Linked DNA regions of Zea mays: all the other regions are linked to region 3. The links are chromatin contacts, called in public Hi-C maps. All regions are on one chromosome and are shown on one strand. The core of a region is the stretch at or near the end of the contact, and the rest is flanking DNA. Distances in the headings are between cores, read along the strand shown.

Region 1 (2,700 bases), core at 180-2,679, 440 kb before region 3:
TGGGCACACGGAAGACCACATTCCTGCAAACCCCCCCCCCCCCCCCCGTTTTTTACGCATGCCAAAAAGAAGTGCTTCGCTGGCAGGAGAAAAGAGGCCCACAGGTTGGGTCCCAGTGCATGGTACCATTTCTGGTATTGGTCCGGCCGACGCAAAGCTTACCCATGACGAGGTATGTGGGCAGTTAAAAGGTACTCGATCATCAAGCCTACACCGGCTTTGTCCTTAAATAACTCAGACAGCGACACTACAATGAGACTCCCTTCTCGTGCAAGTCAACCATCCGGTCACATGTTATAAACTTATAACCCCAAAACTTAGCACCTAAGAGAGATACTCTTTTCCGATGTTGAACCTAGCACATCTATGATGGATTCAACACCACAAGTTCTTTTTCATAAAAATCCCCTTATCAAGAGTTAAGTATCATCTATTAAAACAAAGAATTTTAATGATCTAATCAGGGCTAAGCATCATTAAAAAACTTTTAAAATAAATCAGGTAACAAGGAATGATTTCCAACAAACCAAGGAAGGTAATGCATCAATAGTCTAGTCACACAACTCCTATCACCTAATGCATCATTCACATGTGATAAAATTTGTAAAAACAAGGAAAGGGGTTAATGCACCGGGACTTGCCTTGTGTTGCGAGGTGTTTTGGCCAAGGTTCTGTTCCACAGATGTCAAAATAAAAATCACTAGCAACAAGAGGATCTTCCGGTTGAGGGACGTCTTCTTCTTCTAAAATAAAGTCTTATTTATGTTCTACACGCAATAATGTTCATGAAAGCTTATGTCATGGCATGAAGGTGCAACTTATATAATAGAAAACAATACACACTTCTAGATTACAACTTTCCTTCACGATGCTTAACAACTATAAGAACTCTCTAGATATCTGATATTCTAAGGTTAGCTACACTAATTCTTTTAAGCTAACAAGTTGTAGCAAGTTTTAATATATTTAATCTTGCTTTTAAAATTCAATCCCATCTTTTTCTTATGATAAAGGTTACTATTTTGGGTTGTGTTTGGTTCCCTGGTCAAACAGTCTCCAAACAAGTTCAAACTTTATCCAAGCACTAAAACAAACATATTCAACATTCTCACAAATTTTCATGATTTTTGGAATTTAGAATTTATTTCTAAAATTCAAATAGGCTTTACATAGGCACTCTTTAATCCTAGATATAGTATTTTTGCAGTAAAAATCCTAAGAGTAGCTTTACCAGAAATTGCATGATTTTAGGAGTCTAACAAAATTTGTCTCATTATTTTTTTTCATTTTCTATAGTTTTTAATGGATTTCATTAGTTGCAGTAAAAAGAAAAGGAAAAACATGTGAATAGGGTTGGGCCGATACTGGCCCGCGTCAGCCCACAGATAGCAAGATACGCGCGCGCCCGCGTTGCATACTTTGCGCAAAGGTACTCAGTAGTTCAAACAACCAAAAAATAGTCCCTTGCACCATTACCTGTGTCACTGACAATCACAAAGAGGCCCTTCCCTTCTATCTCATTCGCAAACATACGCCCCCGCGTGGACTCTAGTCGAGCACTTGGCTCAGGCCGCGTAAGCTCGTCGTCGGCGACCTCCCCGGCAGTAGCAAGCACTCGAGCATCATCCTCGAGGCTAACCAAGTACATCCCCAAGGTCAGTTGGACTAGTCCGCTCCTAAACCGTGTCTGCCCACGACGACGGGGGAGCCAGGGCTCCGGCCAGGTTAGACCCGCGTTCACAGCACAGTAGCATTCAATTGAACGGCAGGGAGAGCATCAGCGACTCACCAGAGTTACGATGCCCATGCCAGTTTGGTCGGAGCAGGCACAAATCAACCGGTCGAGGTGAAGGCTGTCCTTGGTGGCGTTCACCGATGTCGACATGATGTTCCCACTTCCCAGTACTACACTGCGGTAGAGTTCAAACGGCCGGGCCAGTGAGCATCAAGGCGTATAAGGGAACTTAGAATACCCAACAATTTAGCTGCAGCTACCTCGGATGATGTTGGCCAATGTCAAGCTCATCACGGTGGCGTTGGTGACCAATTTTGGGAATCCGAGAGTTTACGGGGTATGGTGGACGAAGGAAGGTGGCTGGCGATGGACTGGGTGTTTAACATAGGGGCGGAGCAGGGAGAACACTCAATTTAAAGGCATCGGCCACTCTTGCCACGAATTTGGATGACACCGAACCTGTCGGCGTGACCAGATAGTTCACTAGAACTTACTCTCCGTGGCGCATAGAAGTGCAATAGCTCAGAGACAATAAATTACTGCTTTCCATGACCGTAGAGACGTGGTGAAGGAGTTGCTGCTTGGTACGATGAGGATGAGTGGAAACCACCCCCGCGGCGACAGCTTCGCCATAGTACCGGCTAGGGTGTACGGCGTATGAGGTTGTCCAGTGCCTGGATTCACCCTCCCCCAAGATCTTTTCACCCCCAGGGGTAGAATCTGTCCTTAGCCGTGTGCAAATCGTAGCGCCGAGCTTGGATCACGGTGTGGATCTCCGGCAGCGATGTACACTGAATCCGATATGGTTCAGTTTACTGTTCATGCGTGAATGCCGCTTCGACTTGCTTGACAGAGCTACTTTGGGAGCATTTTACTCCAAATTTCGCACATAACTAGATCCAACCCACTATAGGAAACTTATACACCAATATATGAGCTCCAAATTTGTTATAGTAACCAGGGTT
Region 2 (2,700 bases), core at 58-2,557, 400 kb before region 3:
TGGGTCAAATGAGATAGCGAGGGTGGTGGCACATAGATGTCACTTCGTGTTAGACTTGTGTCAGGCTGAGCAATGCTTTTCTTTGACCTTGTATTTCTAGTAGTATGTTGCTCTGCATAAACTCTCTTAGTTCGAGGCTTGATTCCACCAGGAGCCATGTGAATAGTTCTTCTGTTAGTGTCCTTTGAGCCCTTCTAGAAATGGAGGCATGAATCAATCAATAAAGTAGATGGACATATTTGAATAGCAAGTAAACAAATGCATCCCTAATAAGAAAGAGGAACCATCACCTTATTATGATCATCATGGTCAAACAAATCCCCTTCAATAGAATCGTCATGTGAAGGATCATACTCAGATTCAGAATCTTCATTATCCCTGTTATTTGGCTTTTTGTTCCTAGAGATGGAATTTATGTTCCCACACATGCTGACTAAAGCAGGAATTCCAAGTTGTTGCAACCTCGAATTGTTCCTCATACATTGTCTAAGGCGCTCCTCTTCATAGGGATGCAATGGTGGATCTAAGATGAGAGAAAACAAGAACAACATAATGATAAGGACACATATATGATGCATTAGATAAACAGGATTTCTTCAGAATCTTTTAAATGACAAAATTTAAAAAGAAAACATTAGCCTAGATAAACAGACCCCCAAGTGTTTAGTCATGTCAAGAAGTTTATGTACACAAACGAACTTAACAAGTCTATTTATCTAGCCGGCAGTTGGGCTGACTTTGTATTTTAATCGACTTTTCTATTTTTCTATCATAACGGGAAATATATTGTCGTCACTGCTTCTTAAAACTTCCAATATCTACAACAAACCGTACTTTAGTGTCAATGATGATAACTGTATAGGTAGCAATGAAGTTTTCCATAATGGTGTGTTGCGTGTTGTGAAACCCAATTAAATACTCCGATCGATGGAGTTAAGAGTGAGAGATGAGTTGAGTGATATACCTACTACCCGATGTCATTGTGATTTGTTTGCTCCACCCTTCGTCGGCATCATGCCAAGTTGTTCAGGGCGCCGGACAGTAGTGGTCCTTCGAGCCAGCTAGGGTTTCGTAAGATGGCCGTGCTTGCAGAAGATGCACTCGACTCGACATGGCTCGATGGTGGGGGAGGGATCTTGTCTGATGATGGCTGCCGGAGAGGGAGTAGGAGGGAGAGATGTGGCTGATGGGTGGCGGCAGGAGAGGGATGGGGAATTTGGCTAGTGGGTGGCGGCGGGTGAGCTAGGAAGCTTGGGCGATGGGCACTTGGGCTGATATTTTGCGTGGGCGGATTTGCCGTCGTCCTGGCGGCGGAGGCAGAGAATTGGGGACGAATCCAATCTAGGCGGTTTTGTTAAGTGTGCAGAATAGAATGTAAAATTTTATATACAAAATGATATAACATATGACTGGTAGCAAAGTCGCATGAGTAGCCTAGTTGTAAGTCTGGCGGGTTCCTTGTAGGAGGTCTCAGGTTCGAATCCCTTGGTGACGATTCTCTTTTGCTGGATTCTTTTTTTTCCTGGTTTAATACCTTTGCAATTCATACCTGACACATGGGCCCAATCTGCAATGAGCTAATAAGGTGGCTGACTAATGGCATTTTTTTGCTTGGTTGTACCATGACGGTTTTTATTTTGTCATAGTGGCATCATGTACCATGGGATAAATTGTTACGTTTCATATCTAATGATCTGTGACGATTTTGAGTGAACGTCACCATACTTTGGGCTAGGAAATTTGGGCTTGTGGGTCTATGACGAAAAATATATGATTGTCACAAATGGTAGCATATTAGTGACGTTTTTTATAAACGTCAAGAGAAATCCGTCATAGATTACATGATTTGTTGTAGTGGTATGATCTTAAAGATATATAAATATGAATAAAATAGAGGGTTTATCCTTTATAGTTCGTTTTTCATTTACTGAATATAAATACTTTCATCCTGTCACAAATTGTCACCTACAAATAACCTTTGAAGAAAGGTTGTTTGAAGGTGAAATCAAACACTCATCATTACTTTCATCCAAGGACCATTATCTCTGAGGAAGATAATGCCCCAAGGATGAAGGCCCTTAATATTTAACATTGTGTTGCATTGTTTTTAATTCACAACAATTAAAAACAAGTGACCAACAACTCCCATTATCAAGATGAATACAATCAATTCTTAACCTGACATGAGTGCTAGAAAAATCACTCGGCTTCTACCAAGATCCTCTATTAGCATAGCAGCTACTCGACCGCATACTAGTTTTTATCTCATAATGATCCTGAGTTCATTATCTAGAGTTTTAAGCAACTCCTATACTTAATTGCACAATACAAGCCTACAAACATTAAGTGCAGTAAAATAGCATATATAACAGTTATGCATAATATCGGGCTTTCCTTCAAATTTTGCGGCTGTAGGGAGATCCTCTGTGGCATGTTCAGGAGCTGGCTCCTGGACTTCTTCCCGGGCAACTCCTTGCTCCGGGATGAGGACATACTCTCCGTTAGTGAGGTTGCAATCTAATGAATGCAATGTATAATATACATGTATACTATGATATGCAAAAATGATAATTATGATGCTAGGTTGAGTATCACTAAGTCACTCAGTAAGGTTAGGGTTTTCTTCTTATTAATTAAGTCCTTCAGCAGTGTGGACCTAGTGGTCTAGATTAAAGGTTGACCAAAGGAATAAAGGGTGGT
Region 3 (2,839 bases), core at 107-2,606:
AGCTATTTTCTTAGTTTCATTGAGCCTATCTATGCTATGATACGGGAAGATGATACTGACAAGCCATGCCTCTATTTGATATGAGATGTGGGACACAATGATAGAGAAGGTGAAGAGCGTGATCTATCGTCATGAAATGAAAGAACCACATGAATAATCTATCTTCTACTCAGCTGTGCATGACATCTTGGTGAGTCGATGGACAAAAAGCAACACGCCCTTGCATTGCTTGGCACACTCACTAAGCCTAGTGGTGTGATGATTTTAGACATCATTGAAATTTAATTCTGTATCAGGCTTAGTTTCTTTGTTATGCTTTCTCCGGTAAACTGGTGATCCGAGATACTGTTGCTTTCTTAAAGGCAGAGGTTTTCCTCTTTTCAAAATAAAAAAAGAACACATGCCTGCCAGAGAGGAATCAGAGATATTGATCCAACCAAAACAAACAAGACTGACAAACTACAAACAGAAGAACAAGAAACTAAAGTGTGGGATAACCTGTCCGGTCCTCTCAAAATAGTCGTTGAGCGCCCACTGGTACTTGGACTGGTCCAGCCCGAACCATCTCGAGATGTGCTTGTCCAACCTCGAGTGTGCTAAACCAGGAAAATATTTTGCTCACAGATCAAAATTCAAAGTCACAAACATTAAAATAAAATAAATCAGAGCGTTGAACAAGGATTCTCTTCCACATCACCTTTTTGCACGTGTGCAACCGCGTCCCAGAAGAACGCTAGCAGCGATCCGTCCGACCCTGCCGACACCTTCGCGAACTGCAACGGCGGCACCTGAACGGATGGCAAGGAGCCGGAAGAGAGGTTTGGTGCCTGCAGCGACGTTGAGAGAGACTTGACGGGCTGCGGCGGTACCTGGACAAGTGGGGGTCGGGAGAGCTTCTCCGCGGGAAGAGGTGGAGACACCGTTTTGACAAGCGGCGGCGGTACCTGGACCAGCGAGGGTCGGGAGAGCTTCTCCGCATGAAGTGGCGGAGAGACCGTCTTGACAAGTGGCGGCGTGGAGACCGAAACCGAATAAATAGGCGTGGGCGGAGGGGCCATCTGCGCCGGCGGCGATTCAGGGGATTCCTCGGCGCGGGGACTCGTCGGGGGCGTAGAGAACTCGGACCTCGGGCTCTCGGGCTCCGCCGGTGGCGTGACGAACACCATTAGGTTGCCCGACTTGCGGATCACCGGCGGCGAGTGCGGGACGGAGGCCATCGCCGGAGCTGGAGCTGGAGCTGAGAGCTACGGAGGAGGAGCTAGGGTTTGGGAGAAGCGAGCGCTAGTGCGAGAGGAGTGAGACGGCGAGTGAGAGGCCATTGCCGACGGGTAGGAATGAACATTTCGAGCATCTATTCTTTTTCTCTGTCCGCTTTTTCGGAAGTTTAATTTTTGTGTGCTCGAAATAAATCAGAGGGCTGTTGTTCCTGTAGAAAAAAAATGAGGTTCTAAATTTTACGTCATAAAATTTAAATACCAAATCGAATTAGAACTGAGCTCTATTTCTATACAGTTTTAAACTAAAGTTAATAAAAGGCTTAAACTATTTGAGGAAACATTCCAATCATAATCCAGCAGCAGGTGTTTTCATCCAAAAGTGACGTGTGCAGAGCTGCATACATCTGATCTATTTGGTTGTACACTTAGGGCTAATTTGAATAGCAAGGAGATTCCTCCCCATAAATGTAAGGTCCATATTTTCTATATATACTACTTATTAAGAAGGTAGTAGTCTGCCGTTCTGTCATCTCCCGTTCCGCGTGCAGAAAAAAAAAATCAAACCATAGCTGCTCAAGGATCGAACCTTAGATCTATTGAGCAGAATGTCTAGCCTTCCACTCTCTAGCCAACGTGACTCATATTGAATTGCGTATAACTTTAACTAAGACGTCTTTTGTGTTCAACCCGCCGTCCACTCTATATGCTCACTAAGTCTAGAAAAACATTTATAGCTTGGCCTCTGATCTTTCTGAAATTTGGGACGCAATCCAGGAAATAAAGAAAATAGGGAAAATGAGTTTAGAAATTGATTTTTAGTTTAAAAATAATTGCAGAAACCCATTTAATTCATGGAAATTTCATATTAAATCCAAATGAGTGCATTCCAATTTCTATAATTCTATAATATTATTTTTTATCACATAATACCTCTGTTTTGTCATGAAAACAACAATAAAATTGATTTCCTAATTAATCCTATATCAAATACATAGAAACTTTGGAAATTCGTAACTTCCCCATTTTAATTCCAAATTGAACCGTTCTAGTTGTGTTAGTCTCGTATGAATATTTACTACGCAGTAACAACATTGATTATATCATGTTTCATACTTTTATAATTAGATATTTATTTATCCTATGTTAATTGGGTTAATCTATGTCTATTGGATTAATTTATTTAATATATTAATATAGTATTCTGACTTTATGGTTATACGATGTTTGACCATTAGTCTTGCAAACACACACATTTACCTTTTTGTTTAAACAAAAGTGTATGGTGGTACGTGTCCGATGACTAACGATGTACGAGGGAATTTCTTTCGGTATGTGTGAAACGTGCTCTCTAATAATGAGACCATGCAAATCGTGACATATATCGAAGTCTGCATGATACTGATGGTTGCAATGTAGTGGTGAAATAGATAGATTATAAATAACAAAATTTATGTATGGTCAGAATCACAAATTGATTATGAAACATTTTCTCATAACGGTATAACACATATTTTGTATATAAGTTATCGTAGTATACTGGTATTATATATTCCCGTTGCAACGCACGAGCATTCAGCTATGATTCATATAGGCATATAGAAACAGTAATCTCTACTAACTAT

Evidence for each region. Hi-C and Micro-C count contacts between places; a contact is called where the count stands out from the background.
Region 1: a Hi-C map of leaf shows a contact between it and region 3, with 4 times the contacts expected there. The contact joins the enhancer-like site here to the promoter of LOC100283688 in region 3. A contact is called at or near these places in 2 of 25 Hi-C or Micro-C datasets (ear and leaf).
Region 2: a contact with region 3 is called in a Hi-C map of leaf, with 6 times the contacts expected there. The contact joins the promoter of LOC100381458 here to the promoter of LOC100283688 in region 3. A contact is called at or near these places in 5 of 25 Hi-C or Micro-C datasets (bundle sheath, ear, endosperm and 2 more).

The regions. Positions count from the first base shown.
Region 1 is chr2:91,814,165-91,816,864 of Zm-B73-REFERENCE-NAM-5.0, reverse strand. No RefSeq gene overlaps it. Among protein-coding and RNA genes, the nearest start is that of LOC100381458, 40 kb to the right of the region's middle. Within about 2 kb of position 1,429, at least 14 of the 20 cell types and tissues checked have an H3K27ac peak or open chromatin away from gene starts, as enhancers often do. A contact at or near this core is called in ear and leaf, where this site is marked.
Region 2 is chr2:91,774,258-91,776,957 of Zm-B73-REFERENCE-NAM-5.0, reverse strand. It overlaps LOC100381458, which reads right to left and starts at 1,307. Exons shown (of 10, transcript NM_001174294.1): 1 at 965-1,307; 2 at 291-523; 3 at 1-194. The coding sequence starts at 479.
Region 3 is chr2:91,372,814-91,375,652 of Zm-B73-REFERENCE-NAM-5.0, reverse strand. It overlaps LOC100283688 (actin associated protein), which reads right to left and starts at 1,356. Exons shown (of 4, transcript NM_001156589.1): 1 at 698-1,356; 2 at 499-596. The coding sequence starts at 1,217.